Regions from separate parts of the Mus musculus genome. Here region 1 is linked to region 2. The links are chromatin contacts, called in public Hi-C maps. All regions are on one chromosome and are shown on one strand. The core of a region is the stretch at or near the end of the contact, and the rest is flanking DNA. Distances in the headings are between cores, read along the strand shown. Region 1 holds the start of Wbscr25 (Williams Beuren syndrome chromosome region 25 (human)). Region 2 has its middle 18 kb from the start of Cldn4.

Region 1 (5,846 bases), core at 758-3,257, 35 kb after region 2:
CCCAGGAGACAAGGAGACAGTGAGCTGGTTACCAGCATCCATCTCTCTCTGCTTCCTGACTGTGGATCCTGACAGTGGAACCAGCTCCTGTGGCCATGCTTTTCCTGTCGAGATGAACCCTTAAATCCTGAGTCAAAATAAACTGTTCCTGCCTATTTTGTTTGTTTGTTTTCTGAGACAACCTGGCTTGGCGTCTTTTTTTTTTTTTTTTTTTTTTTTTTTTTTTTTTTTTTGAGACAGGGTTTCTCTGTGTAGCCCTGGCTGTCCTGGAACTCATTCTGTAGACCTGGCTGGCCTCAAACTCAGAAATCTGCCTGCCTCTGCCACCCCGGCCCCCCCCCTCGAGTGCTGGTATTAAAGGCGTGTGCCACCATGCCCAGCTCTGGCTTGGTGTCCTATGCCTTTAATCCCAGCACTCAAGAGGCAGGAGAAACTCTGAGTTCAAGGCCAGCCTGGTCTACAAAGTGAGTTCCAGGACAGCTTGGGCTACACAGAGAAACCCTGTCTCAAACAAACAAAACAAATCTAAACAAACAAAAAACCCCAAAGAGTTTAAGTCAGCCTAAGGCATGTATGGAAATCTCAAAAATAATTAGATGGTTTCACCATTGTACATGGTGTTCTGGCTTCTAGAACATTCTCCACTTGATCTTAGCCAAAAGGCCGAGAAGCAATTAGAACATTCTCTTCCACCGCAACCCCACTCATGTAGTCAAATCCTTCTCACCTCAGCCTCCAGGTCTTTCACTCAACCGTCTCTTTCAGATATGCCATCTTAGAAGATCCAGGATTGGGTCCGCTTCTATGCTTTGAAGTTTTGTTTTTTTTTTTTTTTTTTTTTTTTTAAGTATTGGTATTTGCTCCATCTGGAGCAGAACTGGCAAGGATTCTTGCACCTCGGACCTTTGCATACAGTAGATCCTCAATTAACAAAGGCTCGAGCTTGCAGGCAGAGAAGATAGGATTATAACCTTCAGAAAGGCTTTTCCCAAGCAGAGCAGATTGCTACTACCTTAAAGCAAGTGTAGACGCAGCGTGGACTTGGCTGGTTGTGTCTGGTGCGCCGTGCCAGCTGCGCTGTGCCTGTTGAGTGGTGCCGGGTGTGCTGTGGCTTGTGTGTTGTGCCTGGTGTGTTGTGTTTGGTGTCCTGTGCCTTGTGTGGCAAGCCTGGCATTCTGTGCCTGGCATGCTGTGGCTTGTGTGTTGTGCCTGGTGTGTTGTGTTTGGTGTCCTGTGCCTTGTGTGGCAAGCTTGGCATGCTGTGCCTGGCTTGATGTGCCTGGTGTGCTGTGCTTGAAGTGCTGGGCCTGCTATGGTGTCTCTGGTTTGCTGTGCCTGAGGTGCTGTGCCTGGCATGGTGTGACTGGCGTGGTGTGGCTGGTGTGGTTTGCCTGGTGTGGTGTCTCTGGCGTGCTTCGCCTGGCTTGGATTGCCTGGTATGCTGTGCCTGGTACGGTTTGCCTGGCTTGGTGTGTCCGGTGTGTTGTGCCTGGTGTGTTGTGCTGGGCGTGATGTGCCGGGTGTGCTGTGACTGGCGTGATGTAGTTGACAAGCTGTGACTACCGTGCTGAGCCTGGCGTGGTTTGGCTGCTGTACCGCGCCTGCGGTAGTGTGCCTGGCCCGCTGTGGCTGATGAGCTGTGCCTGGCCTGGAATGGCTGGCGTGTCATGGCTGCCTCCTTCCTTTGAAGTTGTTTCCTTTTGTTCCTCATCTGTTTTTTTTGTAGAATTTTTTTGAGGGGTAATAGTATGTCTTCCATCTGGAGTTGTTGCGCCTGGGGTGCCATGCCTGCCAATGTATACGGAAAGCATCAACAGATTAATCCGCTTAGGTTCAAAATTTGGGAAGACACCAGGCAGATGGAGAAACAGGACTTCAGGTGGCAAGGTGGGAAGCCACACTGGGGGGGCCCCTGGGAGGCTGAGCCCCAGCGGGAACCTCCAGGGGCCCTCGGGAATCTCCTAAACAAGCTACAATCCAGCTGATGCCCCTGCCACACCCGGACCAGCAGGCAGGAATTTGCCCCTGTGACCTCCCCAGGCACACTCCTGTCACCATGGCGACCGGCTTAGGGAACAAGCGGCCTGATTGTCCCTGCCCAGCAGGGCAGGTGAAACCCTGGCCACGTGACCGATACTGAGCCAGGTGCGGTTAGGAAGACACTCGCTGCCTCCAGCCTTAACCCGTTCGACTCCCGGTCGCCGCCAGGGTGCAGTGTCTCTACCTCCCAGCCTGCCATGCACACGCATACCACACACACACACACACACACACACACACACACCACACTTCTTTGGGTCTAGAGGGCCCTAAATGAAATCTGGGAAGGAATCCAACCTGAGCCACACTAGTGACTGGAGCTGGGTAACTTCCGCCTTTCTCCATTTCTTTGTTTCCTTCAGTGTAAAATAAGAATGGACTGAGAGAGATGGTTCAGCGGATGCCTTGAATTCGGTCCTTGGGACCTACACGGAAGGAGAGAACTGATCCCCACTTGTCCTCTGACTCCACACTGCCGGCTACACATATACAGACACACAATAAGTCAAAATATTTTTAAAAAGAAAGAAAAGAAAAGAAAAGAAAAGAAAAGAAAAAAGAAGGAAGGAAGGAAGGAAGGAAGGAAGGAAGGAAGGAAGGAAGAAAGAAAGAAAGAAAGAAAGAAAGAAAGAAAGAAAGAAAGAAAGAAAGAAAGAAAGAAAGAAAAAGGAAATAAGGATTAGGCTCATCTCAGTATAATCCCGGGGTCTAGGAGCTCTGGCTCAGTAGCCCATCTGAGTTGCGAAGCCAACCAATGCAAACTCCCTGGTTTGGCCCACAAGCTGGGAAAGGGTGGGCAGCTCTGGAATGACCTTTCCCCAACATGCCACCCCCAGAGTCCTGCCACGGAGCTTGACCCCCTTCTTTGCCCCGCCCACAACTTTCTCTGGAATGTTCACTTGGGACCTTCAAACCAACAGGTTTTTCAGCTTGCCAGGCTCAGCCTTGAGCGAGCCATGTGACCACAATGCTTTGAGGGCCAGGACTATGTATGTCCTCAACGCCACTCCTGACACCAGATCTGGGCTATTTGGCTTTTGGGCATGTGGTCAAAGGTCGTGTGCCAGGCTGGGGTGAGCTGGCTAGACAGAAGGTTGACTGGTCAGAAACTCTTTAACAACACTACCTTTTCCCAACAGAACTATGAACCCTTTCACTCTGTGGACTGGTGAGATGGCTCAGTGGATAAAGGCACTTGCTGCCAAGTTTATTGATGTGAGTTCAATTCCTGGAACCCACATAGAGACAGAGAACAGACTCCCTCAAGTTGTCTTCTGACCTCTACATGCATGCTGTGACACCTGTACAACCACACAAATGGACAGACACAGAGGACACACACAGGAGGGGGAGAGAAATACAGAGATACACAGAGACATAATAAATATATAAAATAAATAATAAATAATATTTATTTATAATAAATAAATAAAAAGGAAGTTTAGGTGGGTGGGGTGGTACATGCCTTTAATCCTAGCATTCAGGAAACAAACAGATCTCTGTGAGTTGGAGGCCAGCCTGGTCTACAGAGCAAGTTCCAGGACAGCCAAGGCTATGAAACAAAACAAAACAAAAACCTGTCTCAAAAACCAAAAATTCCTATAAAAATATCTCTAAGGATCCTTCCCAGAACTTGGTCTGAAATCTCAGCATTCAGGAGGCTTGAGGCAGGAGAACTGCTGTGAGATCGAGGCCAGCATGGATTATATAATGAGTTTCAGGGCAGCCTGGGCTACAGGACCAGACTCTATCTTTAAAAAAAAAAAAAAAGGAAAAGAAAAAAGAAAAAAAGGAGTTACAGAGACAAAGTTTGGAGCTGTGACGAAAGGATGGACCATCTAGAGACTGCCATATCCAGGGATCCATCCCATAATCAGCTTCCAAACGCTGACACCATTGCACACACTAGCAAGATTTTGCTGAAAGGACCCAGATAGAGCTCTCTCTTGTGAGACTATGCCGGGGCCTAGCAAACACAGAAGTGAATGCTCACAGTCAGCTATTGGATGGATCATAGGGCCCCCAATGGAGGAGCTAGAGAAAGTACCCAAGGAGCTAAAGGGATCTGTAACCCTATAGGTGGAACAACAATATGAACTATCCAGTACCCCGGAGCTCTTGACTCTAGCTGCATATGTATCAGAAAATGGCCTAGTTGGCCATCAGTGGAAAGAGAGGCCCATTGGACTTGCAAACTTTATCTGCCTCAGTACAGGGGAACACCAGGGCCAAAAAGTGGGAGTGGGTGGGTAGGGGAGTGGGGGTGGAGGGTATGGGGGACTTTTGGGATAGCATTGGAAATGTAAATGAGGAAAATACCTAATTAAAAAAATATATATATATATAAAGGAAAAGGAGGAGGAGGAGAAGAATGGAAGAAGAAGAAGAAGAAGAAGAAGAAGAAGAAGAAGAAGAAGAAGAAGAAGAAGAAGAAGAAGAGGCGGCAGCAGCTGGGAGGTGGTGATATATGTCTCTTTAATCCCAACATGAAAGGCAGAGGCAGGTGGATGTCTCTGAGTTTGAGGCCAACCCAGGCTACACAGAGTTCCAGGACAGCCAGCTCTGTTAAAGAGAGAAACCCCTTTCTCAAAAACACAAACAAACCAAAAAAAAAAAAAGTTTGGGTTTAAGAGGGGAGCTGGGAATGTAGCTCCGTTGGTGAGTTCCTACTAAGCACGAGGGAAGTCTTGGTCCCTCCCCAGCTCTGCATAAAGCAGGTATGGCAGCACACACTTATGAACTTGTGATCCCAGCACTGTAGAAGGGGAGGCTGGAGGATCAAGAGTTCAAGGCAATCCACCCTATATGAAAGAAGAAAGAAAGAAAGAAAGAAAGAAAGAAAGAAAGAGAGAGAGAGAGAGAGAGGGAGGGAGGGAGGGAGGGAGGGAGGGAGGGAGGGAAGGAAGGAAGGAAGGAAGGAAGGAAGGAAGGAGGGAAGGAGGGAAGGAGGGAAGGAAGGGAGGAAGGAGGGAAGGAAGGAAGGAAGGGAAGGGAAGGGAGGGAGGGAGGGAGGGAGGGAGGGAGGGAGGGAGAGTCTGAAGATTTGTTGCCCTTTCAGAGGAATCAGGTTCAATTCCCAGCACCCACATGGTGGTTCACAATCATCTGTCCATACACCAAGGATCCACTGTCTTCTGGCCTCCCTGGGCACTGGACATGCACATGGTACACAGACATATATGCAGGCAAAGTACCCATACAATACAATAAAAAAAAATGAGGGGCTGGGGAGATGGTTCAGCAGTTAAGAGCTCCGACTGCTCTTCTGAAGGTCGTGAGTTCAAATCCCAGCAACCATATGGTGGCTCACAACCATCCATAATGAAATCTGATGCCCTCTTCTGGGGTGTCTGAAGACAGCTACAGTGTACTTACATATAATAAATAAATAGATCTTTTTTAAAAAATGAGATAAAGTAAAATGAAAATAGAGAAACCTACAAGCAAATTCAAGGAAAGGAAAGAAAAAGACCAACCTCTCCCAGCTTTTGGATCATACAGAGCTTAGGTGTCCCTGTTAAGCATCTAATAACTCTCCATGGCCAACACATCAAGCATACTCAGCCCAGTGCGGATTCTTTGTGAGCTCGGAATAGAAGGAAGTAGCTCCCCTTCCCTGGAGGGAAGCCTGGGAGTTAGAACATGGTCTGTTTCAGCCTTGTCCTGAAGGGTGGAGGAAAGATGGGCCCGCGTATCCCTGGTCAGTCTCCTGTTAGTTGGTACTTGACTGGACACCTAAGGAAATTTTGCCTAAGTATTTCTTCAGCCCTCTTCAGTACGCCACATTTTTTGTGTAGGGGGCTAGA
Region 2 (6,196 bases), core at 3,630-6,129:
TCTCAACTCCCACATCACAGCTCACAACCAGGTTGGAACTCCAGCTCCACTGGATCCAAGGCCCTCTTCTGGTCCCCAAGGACACACAGCTTACCCAAAGGCACATAAATGAAGCAAAACCTATCCAGGCTTGGCAGTGGATGCCTTTGATCCCAGGGCTTGGGAAATAGAGGCAGGTGGATCTCTGAGTTTGGGATAAGCCTGGTCTACAGAACAAGTTCTAGGACAGCCAGGGCTACACAGAAAAACTCCGTCTTGGAAAAAACAAAACAAGGACAGGCAAGTATGGCCCTGGACAGGAGCCACAGACTATCAATGGGAAGGTATCATAAATTTCAAGCTACTACCTAATTCACTTATTAGTCAGCTGTCTTCTCCTGCCAGCGCATAAGTGCCAGGAGGGCAGAAGCCTGTGTTTATTTCCTGTGCTTCATAACTGGATCTGATAACACACACATTGCATCCTACCTGCTTTGTAGACTGAGGCACTAGGATCAACAAATCACAGCTACCGGGGACAAGAGAGAGCTTTCGATGCCAACCTGTGCAACTTAGACCTGTCCCAAAATGTAAAGCTGGCCAAGGAATGTGGCACAGGGCTATAGCCCCTGCCTAGAATCCCTCAGGGTGGGGCTGGGGACGTGGCTTAGTGGTAGAGCCCCTGCCTAGAATACCCCAGTGAGGGGCTGGGGGCGTGGCTCAGTGGTAGAGCCCCTGCCTAGAATCCCCCAGGGAGGGGCTGGGGGCGTGGCTCAGTGGTAGAGCTCCTGCCTAGAATCCCCCAGGGAGGAGCTGGGGGCGTGGCTCAGTGGTAGAGCTCCTGCCTAGAATCCCCCAGGGAGGGGCTGGGGGCGTGGCTCAGTGGTAGAGCTCCTGCCTAGAATCCCCCAGGGAGGGGCTGGGGGCATGGCTCAGTGGTAGAGCCCCTGCCTAGAATCCTCTAGTGAGGGGCTGGGCCCGTGGCTCAGTGGTAGAGCCCCTGCCTAGAATCCCCCAGGGAGGGGCTGGGGGCGTGGCTCAGTGGTAGAGCACCTGCCTAGCTTTTGCAAAACTCTGTTTCTCTCCTTAACAATAAAAGGGAGAAGGAGAAAGACACCAGAACACAGTAGAGGCACATAGGAGGACTTTACTGATATCCCGTGTTCTCAGATGGCTACAGCCTCCTCTTGCTTGTTCCCTTCCTAGTGGAAAAATCTCCCCCTCATCGGTCCTGTTGGCACTCTTCCTCCCCAGTGCTGGGATTGTTGGCCTGGCCACCACGCTCCAGCTCATTTGATTTTCTTTTTTCTTTTCTTTTCTTTTTGTTTTTTTTGTTTGTTTTGCAATCCTAGGGATTACATTTAGGAGCTTTAGTACAGAAGGAAAGTGTTCTACTACTGAGCTACACCCGGTATTGTAAGTAGTTTATACTGGAAAGTTGTCATTTATTATTTGAGCTCGCTTAGAAGCTGGCTCTGAGCTGGACACAGTGGTTCATAGCTTTAAACCCAGAACTCTGGGGGCGGTGGCAGGGGGGGGGGCGGTGGTGGCGCACGCCTTTAATCCCAGCACTTGGGAGGCAGAGGCAGGCGGATTTCTGAGTTCAAGGCCAGCCTGTTCTACAAAGTGAGTTCTAGGACAGCCAGGGCTATACAGAGAAACCCTGTCTCGGAAAAACAAAACAAAACAAACAAACAAACAAACAGAACTCTGAAGGCAGAGGCAAATGAATCTCTACGAGTTCGAGGTCGACCTGGTCTAAAAGGTAAGCTCAGGACCTTTTCTCAAGCAGCAGCAACAATTTGAAGCTGCCTCTACCAGCAGGCCAACCTACCACTTTTTTGGAGGAGGGATGAGGGAGTTGGAGACAGGGTTTCTCTGTGTAGACCAGGCTGGCCTCAAACTCAGAAATCTGCGGGTCTCTTCCTCCCAAGTGCTGGGATTAAAGGCGTGTGCTATCGCCACGGGACTAGCCCTCACTTTGGACTAAAACAAGTTTATGTCAAGTGGCCTCCAATGTCTGTGCCTTGCCCCTGTCTATCGCTGCCCCTTTAGGGAGAGGGAACAATAGCTAATCATCCCCCAAAGTTGAAACCCAGTATCTTTAACAATGGCTGGAAAGGAAACATTGTTGCCAATGGTTATCCCAAGGTATGAAAAATGCTACAGTGGGAGAGAGAGAAACCTCAAGCTCGGCCCCAGGGGAACTCCAGCTCACTGCCTCAAGCCTCCCTGTCAGTTTCTGCAGAATGCTGTGACTTCCTGATGACGTCACCCCTTTGGGCTGCTAATTTCTTTTTACTTGGAAGTGTTCTCTCCCCGCCCGCCCCCTCCTGCCTACTCAGGGAAATATTGCACTCTGGCTGGGCCTCTAAGGTATCCGGAACTTCAGTTGACTGCCTCAAAGGGACATCCCTGGATTTCTGATGGATGTTTGTAAGCCTCCAGGTTTAATTCTGTTTCGCTACCACACTCCCCGTTAAACATGCCCAATCCCAATGCTTAGAACATTTTATTTTTAAGATTTACTTTATATATATATATGAGTACACTGTCTCTGTCTTCATACACACCAGAAGAGGGCATTAGATCCCATTACAGATGGTTGTGAGCCACCATGTGGTTGCTGGGATTTGAATTCAGGACCTTCGGAAGAGCAGTCGGTCCTCTTAACCGCTGAGCCATCTCTCCAGCCCTGAATATTTTTTATTTTATATGAGTGAGTGTTTTGCCTGCATGCATGTCTAGGCACCAAGAGTATACAACACCTGCGGAAGATGGTGTTGCTGGGCTAGGGAATTTCTAGTAAAGTAGAAATACAAGGCCCCAAGGAAAGACCTCAGGGGACTGAAGACATGGCTCAGCAGTTAAGACCACACAGTGCTCTTACAGGGGACCTGAATTTGTTCCCAGCACTCATGTCAGACAGCTTACAACCACCTGCAATTTGAGCTTTAGGGAATCCAATGATCTTGTCTCATCTCTGTAGGTCCTGCACCCACCCTCGGACACACAAATGTACATACATTTTAAAAACTGAGCCAGGCGGTGGTGGCACATACCTTTAGTCCCAGCAATCGAGAGGCAGAAGCAGACCAAGCTCTGGGAATTAGAGACCAGCCTGGTCTCCGTAGTGAGATCCAGGATAGCCAGAGCTATGTAATAAGATGGGTCTTATAAATAGATGAATGGATGGATAGATAGATAGATAGATAGATAGATAGATAGATAGAGGGGCCATAGAAATGGTTTAGTGATTAAGAGCACCAGATACTCTTTCAGAAAACTTGGGTTCAAGTGTCAGCACCCACATGGAGGCTCACAATTCTGTTTAACTCCAGTTGCAAGGGATCTAGTGCCCTCTTCTGTCCTCCAAGGGCCCTTGGCACACACCACCTGGTGCAAGACATAAATGCAAGCAAAGAGGCAGAGGGATTTCTCAGTTAGAGGCCAGCCTGGTCTACAAAGTGAGTTCCAGGACAGCCAGGGCTATACAGAGAAACCCTGTCTTGAAAAACCAATAAATACATACATACATACATACATACATACATACATACATACATACATAAATGCAAGCAAAACATCTATACCTATAAAATTGAAAATACAACAAAAGTACATTTAAATGTAGGTTATGTCTTTTAAAAATAGGGATGGAACTGGGCAGTGATCACACATGCCTTTAATCCCCACACTCAGGAGACAGGTGGATATCTGAGTTTAAGGACAGCCTGGTCTACAGAGTGAGTTCTCAGACAGCCAAGGCTACACAGAGAAATGTCTCAAAAAGGGGCAAGGCAGGTATTGGGATATGCCTCAGCAATAGAATGCCTACCTAGCTCTCATGAGACCCTTGCTTTAGTCACCACTACCACCAAACAAATAAAAAATTTTGAGACAGCATCTCACTATTTAGACCTGGATGATCTGGAACTCACTATGTAGACCAAACTGGACTTGAACTCTTAGAGACCCAGAGTCAGGGTGTGTGTGGTGGTGGTGGGATGGCGGGGCTTTAAAGGTGTGTGCCACTACTCCAGGCAAATTTAAAATCTTAAAACAAAGAAACTCCAGTCGGGGCATCACTACCTCCTGTCCCAGGCCACTCTTTTCACATCAGCCTCAACTCTCTGTCCAGCAGCAATCTCTAGCTCCGCGGCTAGATTAGCCCTGAGCCTGCAATAGCTCTTGCTAGCGTCGCCCTCTTCTGTTTGCTAGTGGGAACTGCATCCATAAAGTGTCCAACAAGGTTTGATAGAAAATTTGAAAATCTCAAACAACACTGGAAGGAGAGGCACCGGGCGTTAGAACAGGTTGCTAAGGCACCTACAAATTGACTGCGCATGTAGAGAACTACGGGTGGGTTTCTTTTTACATTTGCAAAATATTAACAGTTGTGGAATACTGGAGATCTGAATCTGTCCTGCCCCGGGTTCGCGCTGACCGGCAGGATAACTAGACGAGGTCCAGTGCACCTTAGGAGCCTGCGGAGAGAGCAGCAAGTGTAGCCGAGTTGTGACATAGTCTGAGAAGGCCACTCTGGGGCAGGAGTATGAGGTCCCAGGAGACTGAATGGCAAGAAGGGCCTGTCCATTCCTGGTGGGGAGCTGTGGACCTAGGCTCAAGAACACCCCTTAGTGGAGGTGAGCGTTCCTGCAGCTTGGCCCACTTGCGCGCGCGCGAGCGCGCGTGCGTGTGTGTGTGTGTGTGTGTGTGTGTGTGTGTGTGTGTGTGTGTGGTGTGCATGCCATGACACGCATGTAGAGGTCAGAAAACAACCTACTGCAGTTTTCTTCTTTCACCTTGTGATTTCTGGGAACTGAACCCGGTCTTAGCTGCAAGCCCCTTCACGTGCGGAGGCACTTCACTGCTCCCCGGCACACAACGACACCACCTCTGCTTGGTCTTGTGGAAATACTGCCACCCTGAGGACCTAGCTTCAAAGAGTCCTCCCAGGCCGGTCCTGATGTAGTCTGTCTGAGGATAAGTGTGCGCCTTAGTGGCGGAAAGGAAAGAGGAACTGTTTGAGCCACTAGGAGGGCTGTAAAATTACGTATCGGCCCAGCAGCTCCACCCCTTAAAAGACGGAGACCCTGCCCACATGCTGGAGATGGATGGAGAGCCCCACCTATAGATTCACTTCAGGACCCGAAGCTCCGCCCACACTCTCACCTTTGCCTCATCTAGACACTAGATGGCCTTGCCAACATTCTCCTAATGGATTTGATAGGCCTGCTTGCAATATTGTCAAAAACATGGCTTACTTACATACAGGGAAACTCCGCCCACAGGGATACTTTGGCATGGATGGCCCCGCCCACATGCTCACCTAGGAAAAGCCACTGAAAGCAAACTGGGCCAGCTAACCTTACTCTGAAACACCAGCACCCATAAAGTTCTTGACTACAGTTCCTGAAGATGTGAAGTCCACGTTCTGACCTCTGCCAGCACACCAGGCACGCACGCTATGCACATCACATATATACAGGCAACACTCACATAAATGAAACCAAATTAATCTTTTAAAAAAGGGAGAAAACCCTGGCCTCACACGAGGCCCATTCACCAAGCCCCCTGCTTCTTCACCCCTTCAAGCCATCTCCCCGAAATTCCCCAGGGAGAATGAAAGCTCCGCAGCGAAAGAGACTGCGATTTCGCTAGGGGAAAAAGGAGCCCAGGGGGACGAAGAAGGGGGTTAGAGTGGGCCAAGGAATTCAGGGATCTAGTCTGGGACCAGGACGTTCCCTTGACTAGGCAACCAGGCAGCCCCCAGGCTGGGTTACACTGGATCTGGCCGAGACCGGAAGAAAGATCTCTTGGGCAGGGCCTGTTTACGACTTAGTGAAACCTAGCCCTGGGGAGAGAGAAGTTTCTCCCGAGGGGGAGGGGGAGGCAGGTGTGACTCACCCCTCCCTCACCTGATCTATGACACCTAAGAGCCTACCTGGGAATTACCCCAGAGTAGCGCACCAACCAGGTTTGACTGAGAGAAAAACCGATTCCACCCTGACCTGGCCGCTCTCACCTCGCACCTTCCCAATGTACCCCCCCACGGGAGAGTCAGGTCACACCCAGAACTATGGACTTTCTGGGTGAGAATACAACACCCTGTCACGCAAGAACAAGGCCCATCTGCTTTAGACTCAGTTTGCACAGGGCACAAGCAGGAGGAAGGCAACATACAGTAGGCACACGCAGTGTAAGCACACAGTGG

The links. Hi-C and Micro-C count contacts between places; a contact is called where the count stands out from the background.
Region 1: a contact with region 2 is called in a Hi-C map of embryonic stem cells, with 1.6 times the contacts expected there. The contact joins the promoter of Wbscr25 here to the enhancer-like site in region 2. A contact is called at or near these places in 6 of 39 promoter capture datasets (the 3T3-L1 cell line, 3T3-L1-derived adipocytes, the C10 cell line and 2 more), 5 of 15 datasets of contacts at CTCF or cohesin (the G1E-ER4 cell line, the NIH/3T3 cell line, embryonic stem cells and 1 more), 43 of 484 Hi-C or Micro-C datasets (the Ba/F3 cell line, CD4 T cells, the G1E-ER4 cell line and 15 more), 17 of 115 datasets of contacts at active chromatin or transcription factors (the HPC-7 cell line, the SCID.adh cell line, embryonic stem cells and 5 more) and 2 of 9 other capture datasets (adipose tissue and pancreatic islet).

What each region holds. Positions count from the first base shown.
Region 1 is chr5:134,999,343-135,005,188 of GRCm38.p6, forward strand. Wbscr25 (Williams Beuren syndrome chromosome region 25 (human)) reads right to left here and starts at 2,008. Exons shown (of 5, transcript NR_026907.1): 1 at 728-2,008. LOC115490310 (a small nuclear RNA gene) reads right to left here and starts at 675; the gene lies at 493-675.
Region 2 is chr5:134,961,507-134,967,702 of GRCm38.p6, forward strand. No RefSeq gene overlaps it. Among named protein-coding and RNA genes, the nearest start is that of Cldn4, 18 kb to the left of the region's middle. Within about 2 kb of position 4,880, at least 146 of the 459 cell types and tissues checked have an H3K27ac peak or open chromatin away from gene starts, as enhancers often do. A contact at or near this core is called in the G1E-ER4 cell line, Th2 cells, adipose tissue and 10 more, where this site is marked.